2 separate regions of the Anser cygnoides genome follow, and region 1 is linked to region 2. The links are chromatin contacts, called in public Hi-C maps. All regions are on one chromosome and are shown on one strand. The core of a region is the stretch at or near the end of the contact, and the rest is flanking DNA. Distances in the headings are between cores, read along the strand shown.

What was found. Hi-C and Micro-C count contacts between places; a contact is called where the count stands out from the background.
Region 1: a Hi-C map of liver shows a contact between it and region 2, with 8 times the contacts expected there. The contact joins two enhancer-like sites. A contact is called at or near these places in 2 of 7 Hi-C or Micro-C datasets (both in liver).

The regions. Positions count from the first base shown.
Region 1 is chr11:1,895,661-1,900,984 of Taihu_goose_T2T_genome, forward strand. It overlaps IQCH (IQ motif containing H), which reads right to left. Exons shown (of 21, transcript XM_048046202.2): 15 at 114-234. Among named protein-coding and RNA genes, the nearest start is that of C11H15orf61, 29 kb to the left of the region's middle. Within about 2 kb of position 1,426, at least 1 of the 3 cell types and tissues checked has open chromatin away from gene starts, as enhancers often do. A contact at or near this core is called in liver, where this site is marked.
Region 2 is chr11:1,674,429-1,679,898 of Taihu_goose_T2T_genome, forward strand. All of the region lies in intron 1 of PIAS1 (protein inhibitor of activated STAT 1), which reads right to left. Among named protein-coding and RNA genes, the nearest start is that of PIAS1, 17 kb to the right of the region's middle. Within about 2 kb of position 1,928, at least 1 of the 3 cell types and tissues checked has open chromatin away from gene starts, as enhancers often do. A contact at or near this core is called in liver, where this site is marked.

The sequences.
Region 1 (5,324 bases), core at 176-2,675, 220 kb after region 2:
GAAATAAAAGGAGATAAATATTTAAATGGGCCCAAGATTAACAAGAATATGGCATACAATATGGTATAATTACTCCTTATAACACTTAACAGCGACTTTGCAGTCTTATTTACCTTGACTAAGAAATGTTTGGAGGAATTTTTCCCATGTAGGGAATCGTTTCTCATTGACTGGCTGTACGTGCTGTGCTAAAAGGCCCGGCAGCTCCTGGGAGATCTTCACCAAAGCTGGCTCCTGCAGAAACAAATTAAATAGAACCACAAGCAATTTTACTACAGAAATGAAAACTGCTTGTGGGGTGATTAAAAACCAGGCCTCCAACAGGCAAAAAAAAAAAAAAAATGTGGTTACTGTTTACCCACAGTCAGGAAGCCTTTTTTAATTTTTCTACTTACTACTCTTCCCTCCTATTGAAAATTTTCCTTCTCTGAAAGACAATTCCACCCCCCACCTTCAGTACAGCATCTATTTCATTATAATTTATATCAATAATTTGATCTGGCAACTGAAAATGCTAAGCACTTGGTAACTGCTTAGTGATCAATACCAGCAGTCAATAACTTCTACATTGTTTATATTTTGGATCTGAGCATATTGAAATAGTCACATATACCAGAAATACTTTTATGGACTTTATGTTTGAGCTGTTATATAACACAAACAGCCTCTAGTCACAAAGAAAAGGGGGGGGGAGAGGAATAATCAACCACGAGTGTTTTTAAAATGGGAGACATTCTTATTGCACTCCCCAGTCTGTAACAAATTCAGAAGTGTATTAGTGCCTCTATCTTTGGTAGAATTTGATTAGTCATATTATAGGAGATAAACAAGCTTTTTCCTAGTTTCAAGTTCTTTACTATATTATTACACACACAAAACAACCCCATTAAATACAGAAACTAACTGCATTGCTTTTACTGTTCAAAAATGTCCCAGAAGTACGCGAGCATATAAAGTGCAAGGACCCTGACTCTATTGCTTCAGGCTCCTTTCCTTGCTGCTTCATAAGCATCCTCCTGCTTCCCCTGGGTCTCTTTGCTTCTGTTTTACATTCTCTCTCTCCAGCATCCAGTGCTTCAGAAGATGACCAACTGTCCTCTGATCTTGGCAATGTCCTAAGCCACAAGCATATTATCAGGAGCTCTGGAGGAACACGATAAAACCTTATGGCTAACATCTAGAATAAGAAAAAAAAAAACACCTATTTTTCCAGATAAGTGAATTTGAAGAGATGGGTTTTGTCATGAAAAACATGATGTAACGTAACCAAAAATACAAATTCAAAATCAGCGTACTGTGATTTATCTAGTAAAATGAGAAGGAGCATGGGCCAATAACTGGGGTGTCAACTCCACGTATGGGAGACCTTGGTACATCTTGTTCCTCTATGCGATCTGCCTGGTGAGACTTTGGAAAAGTGACTTTCTTTCTGTGCCTCAGCTGTCCAGCCACAAAAGGGGGATAATTGCTGTGCCCTACCTAGATCGTGTGGAATCGAGGAAAAAATGTATGAAAATATTGAGGTGCTTAGATATGACAGTGATCTAGGCTACGTGAGCTCCTGTCATATAAGGAGAAAAGTAAGTTGTTGACTTTAAACACCTCAGAAAAAAAATATTTAAAAATGGTTTGAGTCAGCATATCAACATACTGCAAAGCATAAACTTAACCTTATGGCAAAAACAAAGGACTATATACAAAGCAAGATTCAAGTTCAGAATTCACCCAGAGTTGGGTCCTACCCGATAGCTTCCTTCCAAAACAAATCTGTAACTAGCAATTTTGGGTTTTGATAGCTCAGCTGACTAAAACAACAGAAAAGTGAGCAAATATCAGTTGGCCTTGTCTTGGTTTGTATTTGTGTTGAAATATTGCTAAGCCAAGAAGTCACAAGATCAGGTGGTTTGTTACACAATGAAAATAAATAAGAGCTTTGGAGAGAGAATCTGAGCCATGATGAATGTCATGGAGCTGCTGACCTACAAATCAGTTTGCACCTGTCAGTGCATTCAGCAATACCTCTGTCACACCGAGTCTCATCCCTGAGATCTAATGACTGGGTATTGAGCAATTTAAACAGAAATCTAAAAACAAACAAACAAAAGAAGAGGTATGCCATGGTTGCCTGAAAGCTTTTGATGAATTACAGGGGGAAAAAAATAACAATAATCCCTGCTGGATGCGTAGAAGCATTTGAGAGTGCTGTGACCAAGCCTGTATAAATAAAAATTAAACAATGGCTATGTGAACTGGGCCGCAATTTCCCACTGCAACAATTTTGAGGGACATTAGGGCAGCCATGCCAATTCCACGGAGCAGTGCTGGGGACAGTTGTGACTCCTTTTAGCCAGAGTTGTTTTCATGGATCACACGCTGCCGCGAAAGAAAGCTCCCTAAACTGGGTGCTAAATCAAGCAGAACTTCCAAACTCCGAAGAGAAACTTCACTGGTTCGTAAGTGGAGGCTGCTGGCAAGACACAGAGCCCATTCACCTCACCTGCACGCAGAGGAACACGTGTGCCACTACTGCCTGTCCACGAGGGACATCAGACAGGCAAGACTCCTGTGGCACTTCCTCAATGGACCCAGTGTTGCTTGCTTAAATAAGGTGAAATAGCACGGGAAGGGGTCATCAGCGCGGGATAAATGCCTGTTAGGGCCGTGGGGATGCCCATCGCCAGGCTCAGGAGCACCTTGCAGTTCAAAGCACCCTCTATACTAGCTGACTGCGAAGGCTGCGCGCATCAGAACCAACCGCCTTACTGGAAGAAGATGGGGGTTTTTACAGAAATGACTGATTCAAGAAAATCTGAGAAATGTTCTTGAGAGATCAGACCCAACCTAACGGTGCTTTTACCAAGGAACGCCTAGATAATCCAGGTGTTCACACAAGGAAGATAAGCGACCGCTTTTTCAGGATCAGCACCTGGAATTCTAGTTGAAGTTTTTTTTGCAACTGTAAGCTCTAAAAAGGCAATAATCCTGATTATAGGGAGTTTTACTAGGCAAATTCAAGCCCAGATCCAACATTCACTCATGGAGTCAAACCCTTTAAAAGGATCAGTGCTCTGTAGGCTAATTTCATTTAAATTGGACGGTATCTCCAGCAGAGCTTACCAATGTTTTCTCTCTTGATGTGGCCCAAAACGATTCAGAATCATAGGCTCAGTGTAAACAGGGAGCATTTGTTCAAATCTTTCAGCTGATTTTTCTTAGTACAAGAAAAAAATGAGCAGCCTAAATGCTGTTTACGTCATGTAGAAACCTTTAAATCTGTCCAAATGTTTTGCACCTGTTTATAATGCTGAATGCGCATTAAAAAATTACACATGTTCTCTCTGAATCCAAAATAGTTTCTTGCCCTTCTGCATGCTGAATTTTAGAAGGCTTTTTTAGAATAGTGGTTGCAACAAAAAATAGGACCAAATGTGGCATATGCTGAAGGAAATCTTCTCGAGAAAGATCAGTCAACAAAGAAAAGCCTGTTGAGAAGATAGGTACATAAATAGAAAGAAGAAATAGAGTTAGAAATAGGAAGAAAGACCTGGGAACAGAAAGAGGCTGCAAAGCAGAATGCATGAGAAAGTCCTGGGGCTTTTTAGCTAAAAATCAGATTGAAAGGAAATTATTTAGACTTTGCAAGCAAACAGAGTGAAGAAAGTAACTTCCAAGTAAGTAAAGCTGACTGGGCCAGAGAAGAACAAAATCAGCAGACAGATCCTCAGCAAAACAAACTGCCATAGCTTTGCTGAAGTCAATGAAGCTATGGCAATTTATGCCACTTCAATGGCACTATGACAATTCACACTGTTTATACAGTATATCCTTTATATTGTGATCAGTGGAGCTGTGATAACTTATTCTAGCTGCCTTGATGTGAATTGGTCCAGCCCAGCTTATTCTTATGTTCTCAATAACATCAGCAAACACGGCAGTATTAGAAGAGTCCAGTAACTGCTTTCGGACTGCAGTCCAAATAAGTTTAATTACTTCTTATTTTGCAAAACTGATTCAACAATTTCTTCAAATTCAGACAGATACCTGCTGACCAGAACCACAACCTACCCCACTGAACAGAACAATTTGAAAGGTTTGTAAAAATCAAAACAGTTTTGGATATGATACACTGATTATCCTATCTACTTAAAAGTTTGCAACCTGATTGAGAGCCCGAGTATTTAATAATAAACTGCAAATTTCAAAATTAAAAAGTGCCAATTTTGCCTTCCATGAGCTGGAAAAGTATGTTCTGATAGAAGGTAACATCATGTAAAACAGCCATCATTACCAAGTAACACAAATGTTTTTCGTATGTAAAATTGCTTTGTAAAATATTTGCTCCATCTGCTGAAAGTAGCAAAGACAATTTTCCCTGATAGCTAATGGCCCATTTCAGCTGTATGGCAAGTGATTCACCGTGGCTGCGACTTGCATTAAGTAGAATGGCGAAAACAGTGCACAGAATTCTCCACTTATGTAGTATTATCTACTCACTGCTTCCTGAGAGCCCGTCCCTCATTATCACGGCCTTCGCTTTGGATCAGCACACAGGACTAGGGTTGCTTTGACTCAAGAGGCTTTTTGTCAAACTGAGGCACATATGCTATGCTTCAATACAAAAGCACAAAACAGCCACTTTCCTTGACTACAAGAACAAGAAGGTTAGTTCTCTTTCAACTTTCCAGCACTTAAACTGCTGTTCCTTTTTTCACACCACATGGGGCCATGGTTTTCTCTTCTGGCTCATGCTGTCACTCTGCACACTGAGGATTTCAATATATAAAGATCAAGCACTTCTTTTAATTCTAAATTCAGCTACATACACGCGCACACAAGGCAAAAAATACTGGCCTGGTCCAAAACACCCCTCCCAATTGCTTCAGTTTCATTGTATACTCTGCTACTTACCATACCTCTATTGAAAAGCACATGTTTACATTGTGCCCTGAACTGCTTCAACATCTGCTAACAGACCAATAAAAGATAAATAAACCAGGATTGTTTAGAAAGAGAGATCCTTTCTATTTCCTCTGAACACTCCTAAACTGGCAGCAGCAATATGCTGCCGAGATCCCTTTTTGTAGATGTCATCTCGGAAAACAATATATGCGGGGAAATCAAATACAAAATCGCTACCGCCTGTGCTACCAAGAATCAGGCAGAAGGAGGATCTTGAAAGCTCTACGAGCCTGTCAAATAATTCTGCATGTTTATGCACGGCATGTTAATTTGGGATGATGAGAATTTCATTAAAGAGTTTGCTTTCCTTTTCCAAAAAATACTCTCTGTGCATTGGCATTTTATGCATAAGAGCATCTATTTGG
Region 2 (5,470 bases), core at 678-3,177:
AAAAAATTATAACTTGAGTCATGTGTAACCCCATATGACCACTACTGAGTTAAAGGGAACTTCTTCAGTTTCGAGTTGCTAACTCCTCTTCTCCCATCAGAGCCGCATGTTCTGTTTTGGATAGGGGAGCTTGGCTCTGCCCTCTGGTAATTAACATCTTCATTTGCAGTCTTTTACTGTCTCCCAGTATGGGCTAATGAATCCAACTGGTAGGACTTGTAAACTGCTTCACTTCTTGAGGAACTGAGAAAAGCACTATGCAAAGCAGTGAAACCAGCAATCGCCTGCGCGCACTAAGTACTTCCCCGCCGGTCAAGCAGGAGCCAGAAAGTCAGCTTACCAGCCTGGTTTCTATTTTAAAGCCTGTTTCAGCGCCTGATAGTGGCTTACTCACCACAACAAGGCCCACGACACGGGCTGAAATGGTATTCCTCTGGAATTTTGGACTCGCAAAAAATCCCATGAGAGTAAAACGCCTACAGCCTGTTGCCACAAGTGGCTATCCGGACCTTCCGCGTGAAGCCATTTAATACCCTGAATACTTTGTCATCGATTCCAAAAGATCAAATTCTAAATAGTACTCGCAGTATGCTGTGTGCGCTACAGCAGTTAATTCGGCATATCGGGGTCCTGCAACACACCCGCTGCTGAATAACCAAACTCAGCCCGTGCGTTTGCAAACAGCCTTCAGAGTACAAACGGTCTCATCCTCTCCAGTTCTTCACTGCGTTAAATACTCAGACATGTATTACTCAAGGCCTTTGCCCATCGATTCTTACAGCTGAAGTGCCCCTATTAGGAAGCACACAATCCCCGCTTTAGCAAAAACGGCCTGAAACGCCTGTCAGCTCCTGAAACCTCCAGATCTTCACTAAAAGGGTGTCCAAAGGAGCTCTTTCCCTACACTGAAATAGGTCACGTTATTTAATGGCCCTAGATTAGATGATTCATGTGCTTAATGAGGCGTGCACCCAGAGAGATTTACCTAGCTTTGCCACAACCCTTGTGCTCTGACGAACCGCACCGAACAACCGTGCTGCAAGCCTGGGAGAAGCCTCGCTGCAGACCGGCACGAAGACTTCAGCTCTAACAGGAGCCTGCTGCCATCCCCTGCCCACAGGAGGCTGCTGACATCCCTTCCCCAAGCCCCAAAAACCTACTTCACACTTCCAACTACGGGCCTGCCACGGAGCTACGAACGGGAACAGACGAGGCGCTCCGTAAGAACCGCAACGCCTTACTCTTTCAAGACACCTCTGTTACGGGCTGAAGTGTTGACAGCTGAAAGGAAAGTGAAACAAACAGCTCTGAAACACAGAGAAGCACACTACGATGCTTAACAAATATTTCTTCAGCAGAACGAGGAGTTGGAGTGAAGGGCTCCGCCCGTGACCGTCACCATCAAACATCCCTTCCTGGGCAGCCGGCTCCCGGAGCTGCACCGTGGGCTTGTTTCGCTATAAACTTACAGGCCCCGTTTGCAAAAATGCTGAGGAATAAGAAATAATTGAGCTAAATGAGAAACTCCTGCTACGCTCTGGAAGTTCTCCATTTTTTAAATTACAGGCAATAAGAAGTAAGTACACCGACAGCAGGGCCCATCGCGCAGCCAGGCTCTCGAACCAAAGCAAACAAAATTCCTCCGATTTTCCCCACCCTGAAACAGTCCTTACAGAGAAGAATTTTGCTTGCAACGTTAGGGGCACTAACAGATGGGTCAATTAGAAACAGTCCGTCACAAACAGCAACAGAGGTTTGTGGTTTCGCTCCGGTTTTCCTTTTCCTGGCCAGCCTCCCTGCCAGGGCAGCAGCCCCCCGCAGGCAGCGCCAGCCCATACGCTTCTTTCTGCCGCACCTCGTGGCGATTCAGGCCCTTTGCTGGCTGAACTACATCGGCAAAGCCACGAGGCGTTTTGCTTCGGGAAGCCTTGTCGGTCCTCCCGCCGGCTGGGGCGGCCACGGCTCACTTGGGGCAGCGCAGCTGCAGCAAGCTGCAAAAGCCACCCCGGAGACCCGGCCTCCTGCCGCTGGGATAACCACGACGGTGTGCAGCAGGGAACCGGCCCTGCCGCCGGCTGTTTATCAATGCAATCAAGACGCTTGTTTTCTCTTTCCTAATGCTAAAGGAAGTAACAGGCAAAAAAAAAAAATCAAGGTTGGTTCAAGTTAAACACAGGTATCAGAGACTGAAAGATGGTTTGCGAAGTGTGGTTACAGGTAACGAGGTGTCACGTCCTCGAGTACACCCATGTTCCCCCAGACGTCGCACCGGTGCAGGAGGAATCGATGCCATTTGGCCAAGAAAAGGTTAAGCCGCTTGCCGCTTGCGTAACTCCAGCGTGAGAAGCAGCACTGCGACTGCGAGGCAGCTGCGCAGCCAGCAAACCCCGGCATCAAACACACGGGCTGTGCTGATGGTAGCGTGCATTTCGATACCCGGCATCCAAAATTTGAAGAGAGGGTGAGCAAAACGGGAAAAATTTTCAAGGAGTAGAAGAGTCGAAACCAGCTGCACAGAACCTCGACTTATCGCCGTTTAGCAGAGCGCTTTTTTTGACTCCCTGTAAAGGACCTTCAGAGAGTTTAGAAGGTAACCCCGATCTGTAAACACACAGCTGACATTTCCTGCTCGACGGCACAACACAGCCACGCGTTCCCCCACAGAGGTTGCATTAGTCACCAGGCTGCCTGGCTGGTTGCATACACCCCCCCCACACACATCCCACAGCCCCTCGCCCAGGGCTCCCCACCGCCATCCATCCCTCCCGAAGCCAGCAGAGCCCTTCGCTGTCCCGAGACAGGCTGCCACATTTTATATATCACAGAGGAGGGCCACAGAAGCATCCAGAGGCCGCTTTATTCCCCCCCCCGTTCCCAAATCGGGGCCATGGCTCTGGCTGCCAGGTGGCAGCAGCCCAACCATTCGATCCAGTTCCTGCTGCGCGAGCGGGTACGGCCCCGTTCCCGCGCGCTGAGGAAACCAAGCTCAACCACCTCATCCGGAACCGAGGACGCATCCTTCTCCACGCCTGCTTCAGGTAACCGGCCAGGGCTGAAAAAAAAAAAGCAGCTTAAGGATGCAAAAGCAACCCACGGGCGTCATCCTTCGTCAGCCACCCACTTCTCCCCCAGGGCTGGTGATAGGAAAGGGCGTTCTGCCTCCAGCTCCTTCACGAGTTGCTGCTCCTTTAATGGCTACACCAAAATATCAGCTGTGAAAACTGTTTAAGTCCCCGAAACAAAAAATCTAGACACACCTGGGGTAAAAAGGAACAAGTCGGTGTTTTTTCCGAGACATCCACAACAGCGCTATGACACAAAGAGCACCAGGCACCGAACCACTTGGTTTTGTGAGTGCTATTTAGGCAGGAAAACCGCTTTCCTAGGAACCTTAACTTCTAGAGAACAAACGTGTAGAAAAGCACCGGAGCCGCTGACGTTAAGCCTCACTTACTGTGAATTCGCCGTGATTTCTCTCCGAACAGAGGAGAGCGGAGCAATCTTTGCAGAAGGGCTTTCCCCACGAGCCAGCCCACCCATCGAGGCACGGTGCCAGGCCGGCAGCCTCCTGGCTAGCGCAGCCCAGCCCTTCCCAGCACCACAGATGGCAAGCCTTCGCTTTTCCCCTCCTGTTTTTTGGGGGAAGGATTTACCTGGGAGCTAAGATACCTTTAAAGCTGCCTGGCTTTTAGGTCTCGGGTAGACAATGCTGACAACTGGTCACAAAGCCCAGCACACGAGGCACCCCCTTCAGAGCAGCCGACCCAACCAGCAGCGTTTAGAGCCCCATCCGTCAGACGAAAGCTTTCTGGAAAGGGTTATTTCTCGACTGCCAGGAATCAGCCCCAGGACCTATCTGGAGAACTTCAGTTATTTCCGGATGCTTGTGATAACTAGAAGCTGTGAACAAGCTCCAAAACACATTCGAAGTATCTGCCAGGACAACCAGAACCATTTGGCCGGGTACCACACCACACTGTATGCCTAGAGCTATGCAACAGGTCCGCCACGGCTCCCTAGCCATTAACATGAATGCTGAAGGAGGGAGAAAAAGAGAACGCACCTCGCACTAGCCAGAAGATAGAAAAAAGAAGAAAGAATCGGCATTGTTCTTTTTTTTCCCCCCTAACAAAAGCAACTAGGAAGCATTAGATTACTATGGAAATGGTCTTGAATTAATCTCAGCGTGTTTCCAACATCCAGCTGTAAAAATACAGGAGAGTTCCTGCACGCCATGAACGGGCTCTTTAACCCGTGACATAAATCTTCTGGAGAAGAAAGCTGCACATGAGCTACATCAGCTCTCGACACAGACTAAACTCCTGGGCTCCTAGACACTTCAGATTTGTGAAAATGAGAGATCACGAAGGGAAAAATATTCCCGTCTTTTATGAAGGCACATCCCCTCGTTTCTATCTGCAAGACTTCCACACGGAAACTATCAAGGCTAGACTATAAAAAAAAGAAATCAGTCTACAGAAAAGCTGCAAGAGGGAGTGAAACCACCAATTCATGGAAGCTCAAGCGCCTCTGTGGCAGGCTGTAACTCCCTGCATTTGTCTAACGCAACCAAAACACTAAAAGGTTGAAGCCACCGTAAGTCAGGAGGGAAGGGAGGCAAAAGCACAGAGGAACAGCCGTAAATATGCAACGCGCTGCAGCCTTTCAGGAGGCTATTGGTTTTCATAATGAAAAACTCAGCCGTCCGCCAGCGTGGTACGCACCACGGCTTGGCAAGCAAGGCAGCACTAAAAGAATAGGTGCAAACCAATGGCAGGTACAAGTTTTATTTGCCTTTTATTACATGCCCAGGGAGACAGGGTTTCTTTGGTTAAGAAGCACTCAATGTTTACCCAGTATATCTGTGCTCATAAAGAACATTTCACAATTGCATGACCAAAGCTACACGTTCACCTAGTTGGCGATACAAACTCATTTTAATCCACTCGGAGTGCATCAATATGACGACCACACGCTGCAAATGCCACTAACAGTCAATCCAGGCCGGTTTTATCTCCTTTTGTGGGCTTCCTAAGGTCAGACGCTGTATTCATGACTTCCCCCAGCTCACGTATTTCTTCCCATGCTAGCAAAGTGAGCGCAATGCAAAGCTCAAGCTGCTGGGTGTTACTTACCTGAGCGTGCTGACGATGTGCTCCCTTGCTACTGACACGGCTGCGTATCTTCTAGTACAAACATTAGGACCCTGGAACCAGCCTCCCTCCGCTTCAAGCAACTTTTAACACCAGGAACCCCTCTCTTGCAGCGAGCAGGTCACCTGGAAACTCCCTGCAGTGCTTCGTGCCCAAAGGGCTTCCAGACAGGAGGTCCTGCATCCGCCACTGTCCCCCTGGATTTGGCTCACGTGCCCACTACCCGAGAGCACCACGACCGCCCAACTCTCTCAAACCTGACTACCCGCAGATTCAGCCAGCCTGGTGACAGCAGTGCTGCTCCGTATGCGCTCACC